2 separate regions of the Ovis aries genome follow, and region 2 is linked to region 1. Evidence: chromatin contacts called from public Hi-C data. All regions are on one chromosome and are shown on one strand. The core of a region is the stretch at or near the end of the contact, and the rest is flanking DNA. Distances in the headings are between cores, read along the strand shown. Region 1 overlaps SLC24A1 (solute carrier family 24 member 1). Region 2 overlaps LOC132660155 (a long non-coding RNA gene).

Region 1 (4,955 bases), core at 640-3,139:
GGTGTTCTCTGGGGACTGTCAGGGGCTGTCTGTGAGGTGTGTGGGTGAGACTGTTTCTTAGAGGGTGGACTTGCAGGGATGGACCATCCCTCAGGAATGTGGTGTCCTTAATATACATCGTCTGCTCCCTGTCAGGAGCTTGGGGAATGACTTGGTAGGTAGAATTAACCAGTCATGGAAGAGTTGAGGGGAGGCTGAGAAGGGAAGCACTGTAACTCTCCTGTTGAGGTGAAGGGAGAGGGGACGCCAAGATAAGGCTCTGATCTTTACTTTTCACGAGGCCCCCCTGTGGCGCCTCCCCTGGCTCTGACGGGGGCCCAATGAGGCCTGTGCGGCTCTTTCCTGTTCAGCTTTCGTCCATGCTGACCCGAGGGAGCAGCTCGGCCTCTCTGCACAACAGCACCATCCGCAGCACCATCTACCAGCTCATGCTCCACAGCCTGGACCCTCTGGGGGAAGGTAAGCAAGGCCTGCCAGACCTGCGTGGTCTCCCTTCTGAGCTGGACAGAACTGGGGCTTGTGAAGTGCAGAGGCAGTGGAGTGAGGGCGGGAGAGGGTGGGTGGCAAGGGCAGGCCGTCGGGGAAGCCTCACCCAGAGGACCCTGAGGAGCTGAGGCCCTTCGTTACGCACATCCCCCTACCTCCCTGTCTCTTTGTCCCTCCTGTGAAACGAGAGGGTTCATCTGCAGTGAGTGAGGCCGTGAGGGTCGCGTGCCCTGCAGTGGTCTCCATGGGGGCTGCTCTCAGTGACTTCCTGCAAAGCCCACTCCCATGAGTTAGCCTCAGTGTCCCACAGAGTCTCCAGCCAGGTAGTGTGGCCAAGGTTGCTTCTGGGGGCACCTCCTGTGGGCCCCCATGGCTGGAAGTTCTGGCTGGTACCTTCCTTTGCTCTGTATTCAGCTTTGGAGTCCTAGGAAGCTGGCTGACCCCTCCCTCAGCCAGGAATCCCAAAGGACACCCTGAGAGCCAGCAGGACCTCTTCTGGGAGTCATGAGGGTCCAAAGTGCAGTGGAGGCTAAAGTCTAACTTGGCAAATGATAGAAACAGCTGAGAGTCTCACCATCCACCTATCGCATCTCGCCAATTGCCCCGCTTCCTCAGAGAGCCGTCTTGGACACGCTTTGCGGGCCCCAAAGGGCACTCTCAGGTACACTCCTATTCTCTTGGGGTGCCTCTGTCTCTGGGACGCTGGTACAGAACTGGAGCCGGGCAGGAGGCCCATCAGAGAAAGTTGACTTTTGGGTAGAAGCCAAGGAGTGCAGTTGGGCAGGAGGCTGAGGCCTGAGCTGAATGTGACACCAGATACTGACCCGTGAGGCCCAGGGACAGATTTTAGGGGCTTCAGATTTCTCAGACCCTGAAGCATCTTCTTCACATAGGATATTGGTTGTTTAAGACAAGCATATTGTACTGTGTAAAGTAGAGTCAAAAATAAGGTGATCAAACCTTCCCTACAAAATCTTGAAGGAGAGCCTCCACAGACATTGGGAGAGGCCACCCCCATGTCAGCTCCAAAAAAACAGCACCCCTGGGGTTTCGGGGTGCAGTCTACAGCATCAGCCACCTACGGGTGGTCAGTGCTGGGGGTGTATCTGGCCAGGGCACCGTGAAGGAAACTGTATCCCTGGGTTAGGCCTGGCTCTCCTTGTGGAACTGTCGGCTCTAGTAAAGTCCTAAAGATAAAGACTTCATCCTGAATGGGCCTTCAGGGGCCCCTGCCTGAGCCTCTTCCATGACCAGTAGCTGCCCGCTGGCCTACTTGTCCTAACAGGATTATGTGAAGTCCAGGCCGTGTCCAGGCCAGGCCGAGGTCAGAGGAGATTGATACTAAGGAGATGATCCGGCCACACTGAGAGCTGAGAAGCCACGTGAGGAAACAGGCGCTGGGGGAGCCAGTGACAGTCATCCCCGGGAAGACAAGCATGTCTTGTGTGGGTGTGTGGCGGGTGTGCAGCTGCCCTCCCGGAGAAGGTTTGCTGATGTTGCTGGCGTGCGGCCCTGCTCAGAGAAGCCGGCCCTGATCCTGCACCCCAAGAGTCCATCCAGGAGGGGCTGGGATGAAGGCCTTCGTTCCCAGCACTTTCCAGACACGTTTGTGTTTCTGTATGCTATTTTCAGATGGCTGTCCAGATGTTTCTACCCTTTCCAAGTGTTCCAGCTCTTTCCATAGAGCTGATCTGTGGTCTGAACTCTTACCCTGGGCAGGAGCTTTACCTCTCTAGTACCTCATGCTTCTGGTGACTTCACATGGATGTGTGCGTGTGTATATGAAAGAGACGAAGGAACAGAGAAAGGCCCTGAAGCTGACCTGCGTTCCTTAGTGGCGTGGGAAGTGAGAGGTTAGGGCGTGTAATGAAGAAGAAGAAGAAAGAGGGAAACTTGGTTTTCTTGCCAGCCCCTCCAGGCAACAGTCCACAGGTATTCTTGGCACCAGGACAGGGGTCAGGGGAGCCCTTGGAAAAGTTATGTGTTGTTCAGCAGAAGACTGCAGTGCTTGATCAGTGTCCACGGGGGCGCTGGAGCTGTCTGCGTGAGGGAGGCAGTGGGAGTACCCACTTGCTGACATTTCAGTTCTGATGGGACCTGCTGAGCAGGCCCACCGAGACAGGATGCTTCACGGGATCACACGTGCCGGAGTGATGGCTCTGTGGGGGTGGAGCCAGTTGCCAGAGGCAGCTGCAGCTGAACCACCCTGATTGCTCAGGAGACAGGTTGAGAGAAGGAAACTCCAGACCTGCTTCTGCTTCTGGACCCAGGCAGAGTGGATTCCCAAATCTTGAGTGTGCCGGTGTTGTGGACCAGAGGATCTTCGGGGTCCCTTCTAACTCAGAATTAACACACACATTCCAGTGTGCCTCTGGAATGCTGGGCCTCAGCGGCGCAGAATTGCTTCCTGGGTGGAACAGCTGCTCTCAGCGAGTGTTGTCAGCTCATCATTGTTGTCATAGCTAACACTTAGGTAGTATCTTGTAGCTGCCAGGCGCTGATTTAAGCATGTTCGAATATAAATTCATGTATTCCTCCAACAACTCTGTTAAGATTTTATAGGTGAGGAATCTGAGGTACAGAGGATCACCCTGCTGGATCCATAGCTAGCAAGTAGCAGAACTAGGATTCAAACCCAGGCATCCTACTCCAAAATTTAAACTAACATGGCAATATTTAATGCAGCAGTTAAAGTATTTCTGTTTATTTTGTCCCTTGGACCCCCACATCAGTGTTCTGAGTATATCATATTGTTGCTTCTTTAGGGAGGGGACACTGAGGTGTAGCGGGGGTGCACAGGCTTCCCCAGGCCACCCGGCATCCACGGGGCACCAGCCTGGACCCCAGATAGACCCACGGCCTTGCTCTGTCGCCGTGCCCTTGTCCTTGCCCTGCGGCCGGCCCAGCTGTGAGGAGGGCCCTCCTGAGCCCCTGCAGCTCAGGCTCGTGCCTCTCAGCTGAAACCGCAGCGCTTTGCATGTTGCCTGGAACATAGTCATTGAAAGAGAGTTGACTTCCCCATGTTTCTTTTCTGGAAATCAGGACAGCACTGTTCTGTGCATGATGCTCTGTGGACCACCAGCAAAGCATAAGGCGTGCACAGGGGTCTGGAAGGAGGCTCTGCTGGGGTTCCAGGTGTCTGAGGTCGAAAGGAGTGTGACAGGAGCTTGATGGTCCGTCATTTCCCTTTCCCACTGGAGAGGGGGCGCTTATGAGCATAGCCACCAGGAGTGCCCTGGAGCCAGAGCAAAGTAAATTCATAGACGGTAACCTGCAGACCTTACAGGGGTTGCGGGAACACCTCCCTGTCATTATTTCCCCATTCCCTGCCCATCGCGGACATCACCAATGAATCATGGTGCTCTGCAGCCACGCTTGGAGCAGAATTCTCAATTCAGCACTCAGGCAGCCATCGCTTGAGTTCATAAAGGACATAAATACTATTTGTTGCCCCCAAGTCTAACCATGTCATTTTATCAGAAAAGAAACGGGCCTAGAGCGGGGAAGTGACTAGCTGAAGGTCATAGCTAGTTAGTGACAGTGTAGTGAATTTAAGGCAAAACTGTGGGAATTGGGCACTGTGGATAGGCCTACGGGGACCAGAGTCTGCATGTTGCAACTTCCAGGCCAGACTCCTTCCACCCACGTCAGCTGCTCTGGCCGTCAGCTGACCAGGCTAGCTGAAGGGTGTAGCAGGGACACTGCAGTCCTGGATAAGACGTGTTTCCTTTCTCATTCACAGCCCGGCCCTCCAGGGACAAGGAGGAGGAGACCTTGATTCAGGAGGCAAAAGCCACGCCTCAGGCCAAAGCCGAGAGCAGACCAGAAGGTGAGAGGATGGTGAGACCAGTTGGCTTTCTCCTGCCGCCTCCCTCACCCCTGTCACCAGGGTCTGGGCTTGCCTTCTGCCCTCTCTGGGCCAGTCAGCTGGCGTGATGAGCTAGCGCTGCCCCGTGCCCGCTGTCATCTGGCCTCCTCCTTCCACTGTGCTCCCTTCCTGATGTGGCTGCAGGCCCGAGGGCAGCTCTGTGCAGCTCCTTCTGTACCCTCCTCACATAGGGTAGGCAAGGCCTGTTAAGGGTGTTGGACTTCTTTGCTAAATCTTGTCCCAAATGAGAGTCTGTTGGACTCTGTTTCTTCTTCCTGTTGCTTCTACACAAGGACTCTGCTGCTAGGAAATTGGTATGAGACCAGCAGCCCCAGTAATGGAGGGCCGTCAGGGGTCTGGTGACACACAAGTCCAGCATCCGTGTGGCAGCCGGGACGAGGGACTGAGACAGCTCTGCACAGCACCCCAGGCCTGCCTTATCCACCCAGCAGGCAGGTACAGCAGCATTGTTACCACTCTGTAGACAAGGAAACTGAAGCTCAGAGCAAGGTAGCCAAGAAGTGAGAGAGCGTGTTCCTAAACCCAGATCTCCAGACCTTGCGATTCTCTTTCCCGCAGTCCTATTCCAAGGCTCCCTAGC
Region 2 (4,955 bases), core at 1,682-4,181, 160 kb after region 1:
GTTTTCTTGTCCTTACATAATCAAGCAAGGTCCACAAATTACTGTTTTTTATGTGTGCAGAAAGCATGTCCTAGCGATCATTAACTTATTGAGCTCACTGGACAGTATGTGGGTTTCATGCGACCATTGTTTTATTGTTTGGGGGCACGGCTAGTGCTTCTGCTGCATGGTTTTGTTGCTAAGCGAGCCTGATGGTTTTGTGGCTAGGGAAACCTGCTTTCTTGAATAATCATTAACTTACAGAGGTCTCCTATATATTTTCTACTTACAATCCCCTAGTGGGATTAGCTATTTAGTCACCTATTTTGCTCCTTTACTCTGTCCCTATCACCCTTGCTTACATAAATTCTTGTTGCCCTTCCCCCTCTGACTTCAGTTAGCAGCATCCATTTTATTCCATTGCTTCAGACACTTTTGGAAGGTCATAGTGTTTAGATCAGGGGTGGTCAATCCATGACCCAAGTGAGGCCCCAGCAGGAGACATTCTTAGAGAATTTTCCACATTAGATTAATTGGTACTGATGCCAAAAGCTCAACCTCTATGCACCGGTGGTGAATCGAATCTCAGAAACAGAGATGTGGTTGAAGAAGAAAATAGTAGCTTTGCTTTGCCAAAGTGGGGATAACAGTGGGCTTATGCCTCAGAAACTGTGTGTCCCAACCAGGAAGGATTTGGTGAGGAATTTTATAGCAATGGTTCAAGGGCAGGGTTGCTGATTAGATTTGGGTGTGTGCAGGGCCTGTACTCCTTTAATCTGGCCTCAGGTCATTTCTTGGTGAGTTTCTCTGGTTCTTTTTTTTTTTTTTTTTTTTGTCATACCACACAGCTGGCAGGGTGTCAGTTCCCTAGCCAAGGAAGGGCTCTGAAAACCAAGTAGAAGTTGCCTTTTTGTAAGAAATATTTACATTTGTAAGGGAAATCTCCCCCTTCTCTGTGGAAGAACCCCAAACTCTAGAGACCATGGTGGGAAGGCAACTTAAATCTGCACCACTTTACTGTGCGTTTCCTGTTAACCTTCCAAAACTGACTCTCCCTACCCTAAACATCTTTTGTCTTTAGTTGAAGAAGTTATTTAAAATGAGGCCATTTTGGTGAGTTATTCAATTTTCCTGGGTGCCGCCCACATATTTGTGTAAGTAAACTTTACATGATTTTCTCCTGTTAATCTGTCTCATGTAAATTTAACTCTTAGACTAGCAAAACATCAGGGTTTAGAGCAGAGAAAGGCAGCTTATTGCAGGGCCAAGCAGGAGAATGGGCAGCTTGTACTTAGAAAACCTGAACTCCCCAGTGGGCAAAATTTGGGATGAGGGTTCTTCTCAAAGAAAGTTGTGTGACTTTCTTCTGGTTGGTTGGTGGTGAGGTTAACAAGGTGGTTGTTCTAGGAATCTTGTGCTCAACCTGAAGATACCCTCTTCCACCTGGGTTCCTGCAGGAGAACTCAGAGATGTTGTTATATGTTTCTTCAAAAGGACAAGGACCTTACCCCTGCGCTGTTGTTTTTTGTTGGTTAGTTTGTTTTGTCATGCCACGGGCATGCGGGATCTTAATTCCCTGAGCAGGGATGGAACCGCCTGCAGCGGAAGCAGGCAGACCTAACCACTGGGCATCCAGGGAAGTCCCTGCATTTTTGTTTCTTGACTGCTCCTCCGCTGTTTCTCTGTTCCCTCTCCTCCCTGATTAGCAACCGTTTGAATCATCCCTTTGGAACTCACCAAAGGTCTAGGGCACTGAATGAAGCCTATATCCTACAAACAAGAAACATGAAGGGTTTGTACCCAGAAGAGCCCCACAGTGTCTTGCTTAGTTTCAGTTTGTTTCCGCTTTCTGGCCATTGTGAATAATGCCTCTATGCATGCATGCTGAGTCACTCAGTCATGTCTGATTCTTTGTGACCCCACAGATTGTAGTCCCCCGGGCTCCTCCATCCATGGGATTCTCCAGACAAGAATACTGGAGTGGGTAGCCATTTCGACCTCCAGGGGGTCTTCCCTGACCCAGGGATCAAACCCAGATCTCCTGCACTGCAGGCAGATGAGTTAATTCTAAGTTATAAAATTTCTTCAGATATGTTCTTGGGGTCTGTGATTTCTCAAATCTGAGAAATACTGCCCCAGGATGATTCCACTGCTTAATAAATAAGCGGATTAGGTCACACAGTTAAAGGAAGCTTCTATGATTCATAGCACAAGCTTGCTGTCTTTCTTATCTGTGGAAAGTGAACATTTTGATTTAGGGTCTTCCCAAGTTACTTGGGGGCTCCCCAGGTGGCTCAGTGCTAAAGAATCTGCCTGAGACGCTGGTTTGATCTCTGAGTCAGGGAGATCCACTGCAGGAGGATCTGGAGTGGCAACCCACTCTAGTATTCTTGCCTGGAGAATCCCATGAACAGAGGAGCCTGGCAGGCTATAGCCCATAGGGTTGCAAAGAGTTGGACACGACTGATTGAGCACATGCATATGTGCGTGCGCACGCGTGCGCGCGCGCACACACACACACACACACACACACACACACACACGGTATCTGTTTTGTTCCTGAATGACAAAACCCACCATTAGCAGTGAGGTTAACTCTTAACTAATAACTCTTGTGCATGTTGATCCAGTCCAGATGCTTGGCAGCTTTCAGTTCTCCAAACTTTTGGCCTGAATACTGGTAATATTTCCTCCGGCTGAAAGTCAGCAGAAAGAATCACCTGGCCAAACATCCCCATTCAGTCTGCTTCAGTCTCTTTTCTTCCAGTGCATCCCAGGGGAGCTCTCTGGACAAACAAAGCTTGTTGACCCAGTTTGAAGGCCTGGAAAATTATCATGTGAGTCACTGGGACAGCAGAGCTAAGTGCCAGGCCCTTGAGAAACTATAAGCACAGCCCTCCAGGGTCATTTGTGTCCCAGTAGGATGTGATCTGGAATCCCATAGAGGCCTGCCTCTTTTCACCCAGCTGCTCCTCCCAGAAGTTTCCAAGCTCCTTGGCTCTGTGTATGGAGCTGCAGGGGCCCATTCCTGTTTTTTTTCCCAGCAGGCTTTGGCTCCAGCCATTCAGAGAGCAACAGCTCAGTTGTAGAAAACCAAAACAAACCCAGATACTTAGAGGAAGACATGCAGTGTTGTTTGGAGCAAGGCCACAGGCTCTCTCAGGGAAGGAAGTGCTGAAGCAGCTGTAAAAGTTTCAAATTGAAGACCAAGAATCCAGAGGCAGTATTTAAAAAAAATATACAAGTGAGGCGGGGCCTTGAAAGAGGGCTTCTAAATTATCTAAGGAGTGTTTTATAATGTTCTGAAGATGTTACTTCCTAAGTTACAGGAAGAGCTGGAGAAACATAGTCAGCAAAGCAATGTGTGGGTAACTGTTACATTTAGATGGGGTGGATAATTTATAGTGAAAGGTTGTTGTTGAGCCATGAAAGACTGAGGTTCTTGGCCTCTGGAGGAGAGAAATTCAATCTGGGGCCAGTGACGAGGCTTGATCGCCCAGAGCTTTTGTGTAATAAAGATTTATTAAAGTATAAAAGAGATAGAGAAAGCTAAAGAGTGCCAAAAGCTTTGCTGGTCCTCAAATAACTCTCCCATGGGTATAAAGAACTGCTGGGGAGGGGTGAGTACCAAGGTTGGGGCTTCCAAATCCCCAGTATAGCTCAAGAACAAAGGAGTAGGGGTCGATAAGAGTAGGGGAGGAGAATGGTCACTAATGGCCTTCATCTTCTCCTAAAAAAAAAAACCAACAACAACATCTTATGTCAAGGCTTATTCTAGAGTCTTAATCATCAGAAGGATGTGGTTTTAACACAGAAGTTGATCCAGAATTGTATAATTGTATAAATTCATGTTTGGTGGGTGTTTTAAGAGGGCGAGTGACGATTACATTATTCCCATTATAGAAATGGCACATGAAGTCTCTCTCCTTCATGGTTTTGGAGGATGAACTTCAATGCCTGGAAGAACTAGAAAAAGGCCATTTGATTACCAAGTTTTTGGTATATTTAGCACCATTACTGTCTTCCCCTCACTTCACTTCTGACTTTCTCCCTTAATCCTTTCTGCTTCTGTCAGATTCTGACATAGCTGGCAAAAATACAGGAAATTTGCAGAAACAGGCTGTTCACTTCCCACCCTGGTGCTGTCACTGCAGATTGCTTCAGAGCTGGTGTCTCCTGGGCTTGGACAAAGTGTCAGGCATCCGTCTTTGTCATCACAATCCGGGTGTCTGCCCTGTGTGCTGGGTACCTTGCAGAGCCGGCAGATCAGCCCCGGGCATGCCCTCTGGGTACTTGGCCTGAAGAGGGGACTGTAGAGACTACTCCGAACTAGACAGTGGAGATAAAAGAGGGGCAGAATCAGGTAAAGGTAAGCATTTCACGTGTTTAACTGAAAGCTTGTAACTCAGGTTGGAACTTGAGCCCACAGTCTTTTGCTTTTTTTAACCTTTTGAAAAAATACTTGTACTTATTTATTCATTTTTGGCTGTGCTGGGTCTTCCTGCTGCGTGGGCTTTGTCTCTAGTTTCGGGAGGCAGGGATGACTCTCTAGTTGTGGTGTGCGGGCTTCTCGTCGCGGTGCCTTCTTTTGTTGCAAGGTGCAGGCTCTAGGTGTGCGGGCTCAGTAGTTGCGGCTCCCAGACTCTGGGGCACAGGCTCAATAGTTGGGGCACGTGGGCTTAGTGGCTCCAAGGCATGTGGGATCTTCCTGGAGCAGGGATTGAACCCCTGTCTCCTGTATTGGCAGGTGGATTCTCCACCACTGAGCCGCCAAGAAAGCCCCACCTCCACCCCCACGGTCTTTTAACTGAGATCACACGCGTGGTCTCGGGACTTAGTAAAGCTCAGGTTCTTGATGTTTCATCACAGAAAGAATTCATTAAGAGACAAAGTGATAGATAAAAAGTGGATTTATAATATTTAGGGAGACTCACACTCCACAGACAAACAGTGGGCCATCTCAAGAGGCAAGAGAG

Evidence for each region. A called contact is a pair of places that touch in the nucleus more often than the background predicts.
Region 2: a Hi-C map of omental adipose tissue shows a contact between it and region 1, with 2.7 times the contacts expected there. The contact joins two enhancer-like sites. A contact is called at or near these places in 11 of 16 Hi-C or Micro-C datasets (blood, hypothalamus, liver and 5 more).

Annotation. Positions count from the first base shown.
Region 1 is chr7:12,524,737-12,529,691 of ARS-UI_Ramb_v3.0, forward strand. It overlaps SLC24A1 (solute carrier family 24 member 1), which reads left to right. Exons shown (of 10, transcript XM_060418870.1): 4 at 351-459; 5 at 4,229-4,315. Among named protein-coding and RNA genes, the nearest start is that of SLC24A1, 41 kb to the left of the region's middle. Within about 2 kb of position 1,890, at least 7 of the 54 cell types and tissues checked have an H3K27ac peak or open chromatin away from gene starts, as enhancers often do.
Region 2 is chr7:12,686,205-12,691,159 of ARS-UI_Ramb_v3.0, forward strand. LOC132660155 (a long non-coding RNA gene) reads left to right here. Exons shown (of 4, transcript XR_009601411.1): 3 at 1-4,348. Among named protein-coding and RNA genes, the nearest start is that of TRNAQ-CUG, 29 kb to the right of the region's middle. Within about 2 kb of position 2,932, at least 16 of the 54 cell types and tissues checked have an H3K27ac peak or open chromatin away from gene starts, as enhancers often do.